Linked DNA regions of Pan troglodytes: region 1 is linked to region 2. The links are chromatin contacts, called in public Hi-C maps. All regions are on one chromosome and are shown on one strand. Each heading gives the region's core, a stretch centred on a gene start, on an enhancer-like site or on the middle of the called end of the contact. The rest is flanking DNA. Distances are from core to core; before and after follow the strand shown.

Region 1 (6,916 bases), core at 2,546-5,045, 240 kb before region 2:
TTTGCTCTTCCTCCATTAAAAGGAAAATATGTAGTATCATATAAAGTTTATATGGGTTTTATGTTCAGAATATTGTAGAGATTAAGAAAAACCTTTGCCTGGTGGGTGGTAAGATTAACTTTATTGGTTTGATTTCCCATTATTCCAAATGGAAGACTGTTGGATGATGGGGGGTAGCTGGGGAAAGGAAAAAATGCCAGGAGATTAGAATGTTGAAAGAAAGAGAAGTTGAGATTTGAAACTAATCCATTTTTTAAAAATCTTACGACCAAGCATGGTAGCTCACGCCTGTGGGAGGCCAAGGTGGGATGATCACTTGAGGCCAGGAATTCAAGACCAGCCTGCGCAACATGGTAAGACCCTGTCTTTTAAACTTAGAAACAAACAAACAAAAATCTTTTTAATAAAATAAAGGAGCCGGGTACAGTGACTCACGCCTGTAATCCCAGCATTTTAGGAGGCCAAGGTGTGAGGACCACTTGACCCCAGGAGTTCAAGACAAACCTGGGCAACATACCAAGGTCTCATCTCTACAAATATTAAAAAATAATTAGCCACGCATGGTGGCATGCACCCGTAATCCCAGATACTCCAGAGGCTAAGGCGGGAGAATGGCTTGAACCAGGGAGTTCAAGGCTGCAGTGAGCCATGATCACGCCACTACTGCACTCCAACCTGGGCAACATAGAGAGACAACCCCCAATCCCAATCTCAAAAAAAAAAAAAAAAAAATTAAAGAAAATAAAATGTTAAATCTACACATCCCCATATAATATTCTTCTGTTGGGGATTTTTTTACAGGTTCTTTAAAAATCAGTCGTAAATATCTTTTACTTTTAAATATGTTTAATTGTTTCACTATAACAAGCTGCAATGTAAAAAAATTCAAACTCCAAGAAAGAAACTCCATACTACATGGTAGTGAAATATGAGCCAGAGAATCAATAAGAGGATGCTACACTACTGTTGAAGACCAGAAGTTGATATCTCCTTTGAAAAGTATCAACAGAAGCAGCATTGATGCAGGGTACAAAAGTACTATAATAAAGCTGGCTGTGGTAGCACATGCCTATAGTCCCAGCTACTCAAGAGACTGAGGTAGGAGGATCGCTTGAGCCCAGGAGTTCAAGGCCAACCTGGACAAAACAGCAAGATCACATCTCTATTGGGGGAAAAAAAAAAAAAAGTACCATAATAGTAATACTTTTAGTTTCAGAGTTGTTTAAAAATCTTAATTTTATGTTTAGTAAAGTAACTTATTCAAGTTTTTTTAAATATTTACTCTTATGATTGTAAAACTTTCTTTTATATTTATCAATTTGCTATAATATGAAATGATGTATCCACCATTTAACTAAATCAAGAGATTTATTAAATGCAGTTTATCATAAATCAAAAATAACCATTAATGAAATGGAAGAATCTATTTACTTTATCAGCATTGAGATTCTATTTACATAATGAAGAGCTATGGATAATAAACAGCCCAAACACTATCTGCAAAGAAACCAATATTCCAATGATTTTAATATACATATAATTATCAGTCTCTAGGCTTGGATTTAAAGAATATGTGAATGGAAAGAAGTAAATTAACATACTAATTTATTACAGCTTAGAAACCTAAATGAAATGCCACAGGCCACAAAACAACTGCTTCGTATTCAAAGGCACACATTCAATTTGGTAGATCAGCTGGACTCACTGCATTATACTGCAGGAGATAAGGGTTAAGTGACCTGGGGATACTGTTCTCCAGATGTCTAAAAGGTCCATTTTTTTATTGGAATTATCTCTACTTTAAAAAAAAAAAAAAAAGGAATTACATCTACTTTTGATAAATACGTAGCTTACCACACAATTAATACCTTCGCCCATATAAGATTCTACTTGAAGCTTCGTTTTTGAAATTTTAGGATTGTAGCTATTATAAAAACAAAATTTAAGAACACACAACATGTACAATGGGTCAAGAATACATGCCTTAGATTCTGATGAACAGGACAAGAAGGTTAAGAAAATACTATAACATACTCTAAGTTTGGGGATACATTTTAGAGATTTTAAAATGAGAAATCCAATAAATCTTTAAGCATTTAGCTTTCCATTATTGCAGCTCATGAAAAGACTTCTTTAAACTAATTTGTAATACACAATATATTCACTCCACAAATAACTATGTACATATATATGCCCACATCAATTTCGTACTCTTTTAATTAAAAGTTTATGTTTCTTTTGGTCATAAAAATCTGGTTTTGGGTGTTTTAAAAGTTCAAACAGCTATTAAGCTATACTTTGCTTTGGCACTAGCTCCCCCTCCAGACCAATGTACTAATATAACAGCATTTTTAAAAATAATAATAAGTTAACAGGTTTTTCCAATCCACTAGCAAATTTTAAGATTCACCACTTTTAAGGACACTCCAATTGCGTAAAAATAACTGGTAAGAATTTGCAACAAAACAATGCAGGATGTAATCAGAATTACTGTTTTGTTTTGTTTTTTTCGATTCTATACGTCTTAAACAGAACTGATTTGTAGGAAAACAACTTCAGGTGACTTTTTAAATTCAAAAATATCCTCAAAATATAACCTATATAAGGCCGTACTTTATGGAAATTATTTTGAATCACTATCCTATTACACAAGACACTCTTCAAGTTAACTCACAACTTGACCAAAGATACATTTTTGCATCTGTTTCTGCAATCTATACAAGTTTCATTCCAGCTGTTCAGCTCTTGAATTCAAACAGAATTCTCAATTTATAAGGCAGCAAAAAGAAAATCCATGTCTTTGTACGTGTCTTATAGCCTATTCATCTCTAACTCCCTGCATTTTTTACACACTAAACCTGTGAAATCACAATTACAAATGCTTGAATTCCCACCTTTTCAATACTACCGTAGTATTTATAAATCAAGTAATTAAGATTTTCTATACACATAGCAGATTTCACAAGGACAGCAAGGTACAGGGCCTTATTATTTGGCATAGGGTTTTAAGATGTTTTTACAGTTATTTTAAAGAGCAGAGACTACAACTCCATTATTTCTCATATATCTGATATACTGTAGTGCTTAAATAATTTCTCTCCTAAAATACTTTCTATGTGATGCCCCTATTTAAAGAATTAGTCATAAAACATAGAATGTAAATTTAATCAAGAAAATAAACATGCACCTAACCGCCGGAATAACAAGAAAAAAAAAAAAACTATAATGAAATCTGCCTACAGTTTTCATAGAGGCAAGCCAGTTAAGTCAGTTACTTGAGATGCGTTTAACTCTAAACTGACACAAAACTTGTATTGAATTTGTTCCGCAAAACGTTGAAATTTGGGGTTATGTACTGGAGAATTTGGCTTTTCTGGGTCCACCTTCCTGAGTGGGTTTAAATAAACTGTGAATAATTAAAACATAGGAAGGAAAAAACACCACCTGTCCGTGCCTTTAACCAAGGCCTCAATCTATATTATACGGCAAAATGCTAAAATAAAAGCTCATCCGGGACAAACCCTAAGCATGACACTGCCACTTAAGAAATACACTGCGTCTCTGAAGATTGCAATCCCCACTGTGAAGAAAGAACAGGTGCTGCACCCGACAACCCACTCAATCCTGCAGGACAAACCTCCTAGAACTGATTAAATATGGACTCATTTAACCTTCCCAAATAAGTTGATACTCAAAAGCCGCCAGCTCGTCATTTGCACATCAAAAGGGAGTACAGCTGCACTCAAGCCTTTAACTGCCCTGCATCAGTCCCTCGCGGATCTTTGTGCGGGTCCACTCCCTGCTTTCTAGCCCGAGCAGCACTCAGAGAGAGCCCATAACGCACGGGCATCTTCCTCCCCACAAACCGCGACTCCAGGGACCGAGCTGCTGACGAAGGGAAGGTAGGTGTGGAGGGGAAACGACGGACACCTCCCACCCCCGCCCCCAACCCTTCTCCTTCCCTAGGCTTTGGCCCCTGCCCTAGGCAAGGATGCGCGACGCGGAGGGCAGCAGCGGCGCAGCTCCGCGTCCCGGCTGGAGAGGCGGGCGCCCCTCACCCTCTGCCCGCGCCCCCGGGGCTGCGCCAAGGCATCCGCCAGAGCGTCCCGGGGGCTCCCTCCCCACTTTTCCGAGAGCCGCTGGTTAACCGGCAGCAGTTGCAGCAACAGGCCCGGGGGTCGCCCGGGGAAACGAGCAGGGACAGCCGCGGAGCCTCCTCAGATCCCGCGCGCAGCCCAGCCCAGCCCAAGACCCCGAGGCGCGCGGGGCCCGGCTCCCAAAACGCCCCCTTACCCCAGGCGGGAGCAGAGGCGGTCTCCGCCGCTCCCCGTCGCAGCTGCCAAAGCCACAGCCCTCAGCCGCAGCTGCCCCACGCTGGGGGAGTGGGAAGGGTGGCTGAGTGGAGGATGCTACTCCCGACCGAACGGAGAGGAAGAAACGGAAACAGGAACCGCCGCCGCCGCTTAACGGAGCCTTCGGCGCCACTGACTGAGGCAGAGCGCGAGGCGGCGCGAGCCGGGCAGTCGCTGACAGCGCGAGACCGAGAGCGAGCCGGGTCCAGGGCGCGCGACCCTGAGCAGTGCCGGCCCCATTCCGCGGGGAGAGGAAGGGACGGGTCGGCTGGGGCCAGGCGGCGGGGGCGGGATGGGGAGGGGGCCTGGAGCGGAGGGAACCGGCTCCTCGGGTCGGCCGGAGATAACGCGCGCACGCGCCGGAGCGGCTCTGACAACGAGCGCAGGCGGGGAAGCCTCGGCCAGCGCCGGCGTGCGCGCGCGAATGGGGGCGCGCGCCCCTCGGCGTTCCTGGCTTCTGAGAGAGGGCGCGCATGCGCCGGCCGCTGCCACCTACGGCGACCCTGGCATGTGCCAGGGCTTCTCCCCGCCCCCTTCCTCGCTGCGCCGGTGGAGAGCGTAGCAGCAGCATCCACCGCCTAGCAGAGCCGCGGGCCACAGCGGGACGGCACAGTTCCAGCAGGGCAGCGGCTGCGCACGCCGGCGCCGGCTCGCACACAGGCGTAGGCCGCCCTCTACCGCCTGAAGGCCGAAGGCTGAGCGGGGCGCGAGCGGATCCCGGGAGGAGACCCGCCTCCAGAGAATGCAGTGCTCCCTACAGCGCGGGGAATGGACCGGCCCGTGCCAGCTCAGTCGGCGGCCCTAGGGGGCACCCGCACTAGAGGTTTTGAGGCTGGCTCCTTGCTACTTTTAGGGGTGCGCGCTGCTGCTGCTCAGCCCCTGCAGCCCGCATTTGGCCGCTTGACTGCTGCTTCCAGCGCGATCCTACAATGGCATCGCTCCCCCAGGAGACTCAGCGAAGCCCTACTTTATCTTGTAAGAGCTGTTTCCACATTCACTCGAAGAGAAAGACCCCCCCCACGAGGGCCTGAGTTCGATGCCCGGCCTCTCCCGACCCGCGGCTGCGACAGCCCCTCTGAGGCGGAAGTTTATTCAGTACGGGAAAGAGAACAGCACGGGGAGAGGGGAGAGGCTTTGCCCTAGGATGCGTCCTACCCGCTCGGACTCGGAAAATTCCCGGCGCCCGCGATGCAGAGCAGTGGACCGAAGGGCTGCCCCAGAGCAGCCCAGACCGCCAGCTGAGCGGGAGGACCTGAGCGCGCCGCCCCAGCACACAAAGTAGTCGCGGGACGAGGGGTGCCGCCGGGGCCAATCAGAGCCGCGCGCCGCGTGAGTGGAGTGCGAGCCGGCCAATCAGAGGGCCGGAAGATGAGCTTCCCGTTCCAAACTCTTCCCTGTAGCCTTGGGACCCAGATCCCAAGCCTGGGGCGCTTTACGGTGGGAGAGCGAAATGGTGCCCTTAAGACAAGAATCATTTCTCTAGGCTTGGGCATTTTAAAGTACATAACGGGGATACTTATCCCAAAGCAAGTAGCGGCGGCCTTTTAGATGTTAAATATTAAAAGATCACAAAAAGGAGATTTAAGAGGCAGTGGCCTGTCAAGGTTGCAATCTGCCTAATATTCATAAATTCACATTTATTGAGACCTTCTTATGTATCAGGAACTCTATCACAGATACACAAATAAGGTACTGCTGATTCAAAAGAAAATCCCTTGTCCTCAAGCAGCTCAGGTTCTGAGGGAGGCTTTCCTAGACCTTGTGACTCGTATTTATTGTCAGCTCTTTAAACAAAAAGCACTCTATGAAATGCTGTACTTTACAGTCGTTTTTATGATTATCTCCCTGTGAGAAAAGAAAATTGAAAGTAGAGTGACTTGTCCAAGATCACACAGAAGATGTACTAGCAGAGCCAGAATTATGTTCTAGCTCAGTTTGGGTGTCATCATTCCATAAAATAATTCAATAACAATTTGTAAATGCATGGATGCTCTCTCCCATGAGATTTCTGTACTAAACGTATAAGCAGGACAAAATTCTGGTGTAAAAGTGACACACTTTGGTTGTTGGAAATGAACACAAATTTTAGGCTTATGTGGGATTAAAGGTAAAAATCTTATCAGTCATACTTTAGATAATTTTTAGAAGTCAGAGGTGGGGTGGATATTTACTTCTTAGTTTAAACACAGCATTTTAAAAATATTTTAACAAGCAAGCGTAACTTTTTTTTTTTAAGATAGAAGAAGCAGGAAGGATCACTTAAGCCCAAGAGTTCCAGGCTGCAGTGCCACATCGTGCCTGTCAGTGGCCACTTCAGCCTGGGCAACATAGCAAGACCCTCATGTCTAAAATTAAAAATAAAATTTTCAAAAAAGAACTACTTCTAGTTGGTTAATAATCATGATAGTTTACACTGTATAATACTTTGAGATATCCAAGTACAAAGCTTTACATTTGCCTAAAAATTCCATTTTTGTCTGGTGTTCCATTTTTACTTCCAAAATCCTAGGAATTAAAGCACTTATTTTCCCTACCTCCTTCCAACTGAAAAAAAAAAACCTGTC
Region 2 (6,904 bases), core at 781-3,280:
GTAATTCTTTCACAAGTCTGTTATAGGAGTTTTGAGATCTTTGTGAGAACATTTCTGCTAAAATTATAAATATTGGCTCTGAAACTGTTAATGTGCTTCCTCAGACTGGCAAAAGAAAAGAAGGTATATGTTGCCCTATGAAAACGGTGCATTTTCCATCTAAGAGTTAATGCTATCTTGCCATATGGAAACCTTGAAAAAAAACACTAAAATCCCTCCCACAGCATTAGGCCCTAGAAGTCTGAGTGAATCAGCCCAGATGAAGGAGCCCTTCTTGGCTATCCCCGTTTCAGTTACTGTGATGATGCAGGGAGTTTCTTCATCATACACACTTCCATCTTAGCGCTAGTTTTTTTTTTTTTTTTCGAGACGGAGTCTGGCTCTCTCGCCCAGGCTGGAGTGCAGTGGCATGCTCTCGGCTCACTGCAAGCTCCGCCCCCAGGTTCACGCCATTCTCCCGCCTCAGCCTCCCGAGTAGCTGAGACTACAGGCGCCCGTCACCATGCCCAGCTAATTTTTTGTATTTTTAGTAGAGACAGTGTTTCACCATGTTAGCCAGGATGCTGTCGATCTCCTGACCTCATGATCCGCCTGCCTCAGCCTCCCAAAGCGCTGGGATTACAGGCGTGAGCCACCGCACCTGGCCAGAGCTACTTTTATTTTTTACAGGGTTATCCAAGCACCGAGTATGGTCTACATTTAATATCTAGTTATTAGTTGACTGATTCCCACTTGATTGCCAAAAGATGCTGCTATTTTGTACATAGCATCCCTGGAGGAAAGCCATTTGGAGGTTAATATGTGGGCAAATGGGCCACATGAGAAGCAGAAAGTTGGATCCTCTGTAATCAATACACAACCTTGGCCCCAGCCATGGGGTCCACCTTCTCCACAGGAATGAACAGCGTATGGCTTTTAGAAGGGCTTAGCCAAGCTCCGTGGCTCATCTGTAATCCCAGCACTTTGGGAGGCCAAGATGGGAGGATCACTTGAGGCCAGGAGTTCGAGACTAGCCTGGGCAACATAGTGAGACTCCATCTCTACAAAATAAATACATAAATAAATATTAGCCAGGTGTGGTGGTGTGCACCTATAGTCTTAACTACTTGGGAGGCTGAGGGGGGAGGATCACTTGAGCCCAGGAGGTCAAAGCTGCAATAAGCCGTGATCACCCCACTGCACTCCAGCCTGGACAACAGAGCAAGACTTGGTGGCTAAATAAATAAATAAAATTTAAAAAATAAAAGGGCTTAGACTTAGTGTCTTGGAGTGAAAATGAACTCCAAGCTGATCAGATAAGGGTTCACCAGCTCTTTCTTTAATTTTAATTTTAGTTATTTATTTTTTATCTCCCTTTCCTGGTACCTTCATGACTAGCTCTTAAATATTTAAATTTTCTTTGTCACAGGCTAGCCTGAAGCTCTGTGCCTATTTGATTTATATAACTCATATCTGGTAGATGTTGGTGGATTGAGACAAATATCTTTTCAGAACTGAAAATGACTCTTTTTTCTTCTCTGTTTCCCTCCAAGCAAAAGTCAGTGCTCTAAAGAGCTAAGAGTTAGACAGATAGATGCCCACTTCCAAGAGAGGGTGAGTTCTACCTTGCCCATCCCCTAGTCTTCACTTTGATTGTCCCTAGACCACTGGGAAGGAATCAAGACATTATTTCATTCCATTGGGATCATTTAAAAATAGCAGAACCACTTTCTGCTTCACTGCAGCTTGTGATAGTGAGATGAGTGAATTAAAGTGAATGGCTGTTTGAGAAAGTAGGGGAATGAATTTTAATGCAGCATCTGGCAAACCTGCCTTTGGAGTCTTTTCATGCCATGACCATTGTGCAGGCATTAGGGTAAGTGCTTTGGGACTCGTATACCAGGTTATTGGACCTGGATACAAGGTTCTAAACAAGCCAGACCAAATGTAGCGGGAGGAGGCATTAGACCTCACAAGGCTGCCCTCACCCCACCCTGCCAAGGTCTGAACCCAAAGTTAGCGGGCTCCGCATACTGAACCTTGCTCTCTGGCCCCAGGGAAGAATGTCCCCCTGCTGTGGAGAGATGTCTGTCCCAGAGAGAAAATGGCCCCTTCACCTGGTTCCAGAGTATTCAAAGGCACTCTCGGACAGAAGAGGAAAGAGAGAGGAGTGTGTGAGAAAGAGAGCAGGGGAGGGGGAGACAGTGAGAGTGGGCGAGCATGCAGACTAGGAACTCGGTCTTGTTTCTCACATGCTCTCAGCTCTCTGAGCTGGGTCAGTGCATCCCGCGGAGACCACACCCTCCTGTCCACAGAAATCTGAAAAGAACCACCAAGGGGCTTCTGACTTCATTCACTGGCCTTATTCGGCATCGTAACAACTGACTTTATCCCGGCTTTATGGTTTGCCTCTGTGACATCCTGAGGGAGTAGTTGCACTATACATACACACTCACGACTCTCACACACACATATCACATACTCACACAATTCACACACACAACACACACACATCACATACAACTCACACACATCACACACAACTCACTGACATCACACATAAATTCACACACACTCTCACAACTCACATCACACACAAATTGACACACACACACACGCCACATTCACACATACCATCACACCCCCACACACTCAGCACACTCACACATTTACACACACACAACCTACACTCACATATCACACTCACAATTCACACTCTTACATAACACACACACTCTCACATCCACACACACCCCCACACACTCACACATTCACACACACTCACCCCACACACACACACTCACACACACCCCTTCCTCACACTCCCCCATTCGACAGAATTCTGCTTTGTAAAGGGAGCTGTGAGGACGGAAATACTAAGGCACACCATCAGAGGGAGGGAAAGAAAAGACTGGGAAGAAAATTCACTGAAAAGGATTTCTGAGTCTGCAGATGGGGAACTTTTTCTTTTGAAACCATTTCAGACTTACAGAAAAGCACAAAGTACTTTTCACAGAAAAATACAAAAGTACAGACAATTCCTGTGTCCTTTTCACCCTGTCTGCTTCTGATTTTCATTCCCTATGTAGACTGTTTTCTGAACCATTTGAGAGTAAGGTGCAGATAAGATCCCCCTTTATCCCTAAATACTTGAGTGTATGTTTCCTAAAAAACATGAATATTCTTTTTCATAACTCAAATACATTATCTAACTCGGGAAATTAATATTGACACAACACTATTATCTAAACTATACATCTTTCTGATGTAAAATTTCACCAGTTATTCTAATAATGTTCTTTATAAGAGCAAAATAATGTTCTTTATAAAGAGAAAAAAATGTTTTGATCCAACATCAAATCCAACCTCTTAACAATGTCATGACTTTTTTTTTTTTGAGACGGAGTCTCGCTCTGTCGCCCAGGCTGGAGTGCAGTGGTGCGATCTTGGCTCGCTGCAAGCTCTGCCTCCCGGGTTCACGCCATTCTCCTTCCTCAGCCTCCCAAGTAGCTAGGACTACAGGCGCCCGCCACTAAGCCCGGCTAATTTTTTGTATTTTTAGTAGAGACGGGGTTTCACCGTGTTAGCCAGGATGGTCTCGATCTCCTGACCTCGTGAGCCACCCGCCTCGGCCTCCCAACGTGCTGGGATTACAGGTGTGAGCCACCGCGCCCGGCCTTTTTTAATTTTTTTGAGACGGAGTCTCACTCTGTCGCTCAGGCTGGAGTGCAGTGGCGCGATCTCGGCTCACTTCAAGCTCTGCCTCCCGGGTTCATGCCATTCTCCTGCCTCAGTCTCCCGAGTATCTGGGACTACAGGCGCCAGCCACCACGCCCGGCTAATTTTTTTTTTTTTTTTTTTTTTTTTGTATTTTTAGTAGAGACGGGGTTTCACTGTGTTAGCCAGGATGTCTCGATCTCCTGACCTCTTAATCTGCCCACCTCGGCCTCCCAAAGTGCTGGGATTACAGGCGTGAGCCACCGCACCTGGCCAGCAATATCATGTCTTTTTAGGTTTCTTCAATTAGAATAGTTCTTCAGCTTTGTCTTTCATGACACTGACATTTTTGAAGAATGTAAGCCATTTATTTAATCGACTGTCCCTCCTTTTAAATTAGTCTGATGTTTCCTCACAATTAGATTCCGGTTGTACCTTTTTGGCAGGAAAACCACAGAGGTGATATCATGTCCTTCGGCGCACATACATCAGGAGATATATGCTATCAATCTGTCCCATTTGTCCCTTGCGATGTTAACTTTGATCATTTGATTCAGGTGGGGATTATCAGTCCTCTCTACTGTAAAGTTATTATTTTTCTCTTTGAAATCAATAGGTGTTTTATGAGGATCTACTTTGAGATTGTGTAAATACACTGTTTCTCATCAAATTTTTACCCACTAGTTTTAACATCCCTTGATAATTCTTGCCTGAATCAATGACTCTAAGGTTTACCAAATGGTCATTTTCTAATTTTATCATTTCTTATACCTATATTAGTTGTAATTTTACTCTAAGGAAAGCCTTTTTCTTTTTCTCCATTTATTTATTTGCTTATATTAATATGGACTTAGATGTTCACATTTTATCCAATTTATTATTATTATTATTATTATTATTATTATTATTTTAGATGAAGTCTCCCTTTTGTCATCCAGACTGGAGTGCAGTGGTGTGATCTTGGCTCACTGCAGCCTCCGCTTCCTGGGTTCAAGCAATTCTCCCGCCTCAGCCTCCCGAGTAGCTGGGAAAACAGGTGCTCACCACCATGCCCAGCTAATTTTTGTATTTTTAGTAGAGATGAGGTTTCACCGTGTTGGCCAGGCTGGTCTCGAACTCCTGACCTCAGGTGATCCACCTGCCCTGGCCTCCCAAAATGCTGGGATTACAGGCATGAGCCACCATGCCCAGTCGATTATTATTATTATTTTTTAAAAGTTCAGATTGTCCAAGATTTGAACGGGAGCTCCTTCCTGCTACTGCTGCTGCTGCTGCTGCTGCTGCTGCTGCTTCTTCTTCTTCTTCTTCTTCTTCTTCTTCTTCTTCTTCTTCTTCTTCTTCTTCTTCTTCTTTTCTTCTTCTCCTCCTCTTCTTCTTCTTCTTCTTCTTCTTCTTCTTCTTCTTCTTCTTCTTTTTTTTTAATGAAACAGGGTATCTTTTACTACATAGCCCAGGCTGGAGTGCAGAGTGGCTATTTACAGAGGTGATCATGGCTCACTGCAGCCTCAAACTCTTGGGTTCAAGCAATCCTCCCACCTCAGCCTCCTGACTAGCTGGGATTACAGGTGCATGTTACTGCCCCCCAGCTAGGGTTATTTTTGAAGGTGGATTCTCCAAAACTCTGGTCCAGGCTATTTCTCCAAATTATGAATGTTTAAACAGCATTCAAGAATCTAATTTTTAACATTATGAGAAAGCACAGCATCTATGCCAGTGAATTTTAGAGTTCCAACGAAATAACAAGATGTTTATTTACATACATTTTATAATCTTCCTAGAGACCAGACTCATTTCCTAAGTGAGGACATGACTTCCTCTCTCTTCTCCCGGTCCTGATGTATGTCCAGTCCATTTCACAGTAGACCTACTGAGGAAGTAGCAGGGTAGAGAGGACAGTCAGGGAAGTGGGAAGGTGAGAGAGAAGTAGGGAGGAAAAGGAACAGGAGGAGAAAGAACTCCCCTCCTCTCCTCATTTGTTCAGACGGTCTGGCACCTACAGCCTCCTCATGTCCCCCAGCCCCACTGCCCCCTCCTGGAAGTCAGCGCACTGCTGCCGCTGGCATTCACATCGTGTCGGCAGGACGCCGGAGACGTTGTCAGAGGTTAGAGACAGCCACTTTCATCTCAGAAAAGGGGCCGGGAGATGACCTGGGTTATATAGAAGGAACTCAAGTCTTCTTGCCGCAGAAATGCCACTGGAAGGGATGGAGGAGAGAAAACCCGGTTGTATGATGTCTGCATTGCCCTCCTCGCTGGAACTCACCGCAGGCTGGAGGTGCTTCCGGCAGAACCGAGCGCCGGGGAAAGCCTGTGATAAATCATCTCTGTCTTTACTAGCCAAGGGTTGCTATGGCAATAGGAATACACTGTAGGTTTTAAGAGATGTAATTTTCTGTGATTCACTGTATATTTTTAGCCATTTTTCCCTCTGTATTATCTCCCTGTGGTAATTGCCTATTAATGCTGGTCTGTACTAAGATTGGACTAAACGGTCGATTCTCAGAAGAGATGAAAACCCTGGAGCTCAGTAAGTACAAGGGGGTGATGACCCATGAACTTAAGAGTAACCTGGTAGAACAACCAGATTAGTTCAGGACATGGATGAATTCACGTGGCCCATGCTACGTCTGTCTTGGGAGGAGAGTAAAGCAGTGTGAAGGGACCCAGCAATGTGGCTCTGGAGTTTTGGGAATGGGAAGCTGAGTCACACTACCCACTGAAATCCATATGCTCGAATGGTGTCAAGGGCAGGCCACGAAAGTCAGAAACAAGCATCCTGCGCAAGGGACACTAGGACCCAGGTTTCCAAACAAGGAACTGTAAAAGCTTCTAACCTTTTTTTTTTTTTTTTTGAGACGGAGTCTCGCTCTGTTGCCCAGGCTGGAGGGCAGTGGTGCGATCTCGGCCCATTGCAAGCTCCACCTCCCAGGTTCATGCCATTCTCCTGCCTCAGCCTCCTGAGCAGCTGGGACTACAGGCGCCCACCACCATGCCTGGCTAATTTCTTTGTGTGTGTGTTTTTTTTTTAGTAGAGACGGGGTTTCACCGTGTTAGCCAGGATGGTCTCGATCTCCTGACCTCGTGATTCACCTGCCTCGACCTCCCAAAGTGCTGGGATTACAGGCATGAGCCACCGTGCCTGGCCTCTAACCTCTTTTAATTTAGTTCAAGTCTTCTATTGTTTCTTATCTTATCCTTCCTTCTTTAT

Evidence for each region. A called contact is a pair of places that touch in the nucleus more often than the background predicts.
Region 1: a Hi-C map of induced pluripotent stem cells shows a contact between it and region 2, with 1.8 times the contacts expected there. The contact joins the promoter of LOC134808364 here to the enhancer-like site in region 2. A contact is called at or near these places in 3 of 7 Hi-C or Micro-C datasets (induced pluripotent stem cells, a lymphoblastoid cell line and stem cell-derived neural progenitor cells) and 1 of 1 datasets of contacts at active chromatin or transcription factors (stem cell-derived excitatory neurons).

Annotation. Positions count from the first base shown.
Region 1 is chr15:63,387,574-63,394,489 of NHGRI_mPanTro3-v2.0_pri, reverse strand. It overlaps LOC134808364, which reads left to right and starts at 3,795. Exons shown (of 1, transcript XM_063793560.1): 1 at 3,795-6,817. The coding sequence starts at 4,407. The coding sequence ends at 4,934. It also overlaps a transcript of FUT8 not described here.
Region 2 is chr15:63,146,232-63,153,135 of NHGRI_mPanTro3-v2.0_pri, reverse strand. LOC134808367 (a long non-coding RNA gene) reads left to right here and starts at 6,149. Exons shown (of 3, transcript XR_010151159.1): 1 at 6,149-6,223. Within about 2 kb of position 2,030, at least 3 of the 24 cell types and tissues checked have an H3K27ac peak or open chromatin away from gene starts, as enhancers often do. A contact at or near this core is called in induced pluripotent stem cells, where this site is marked.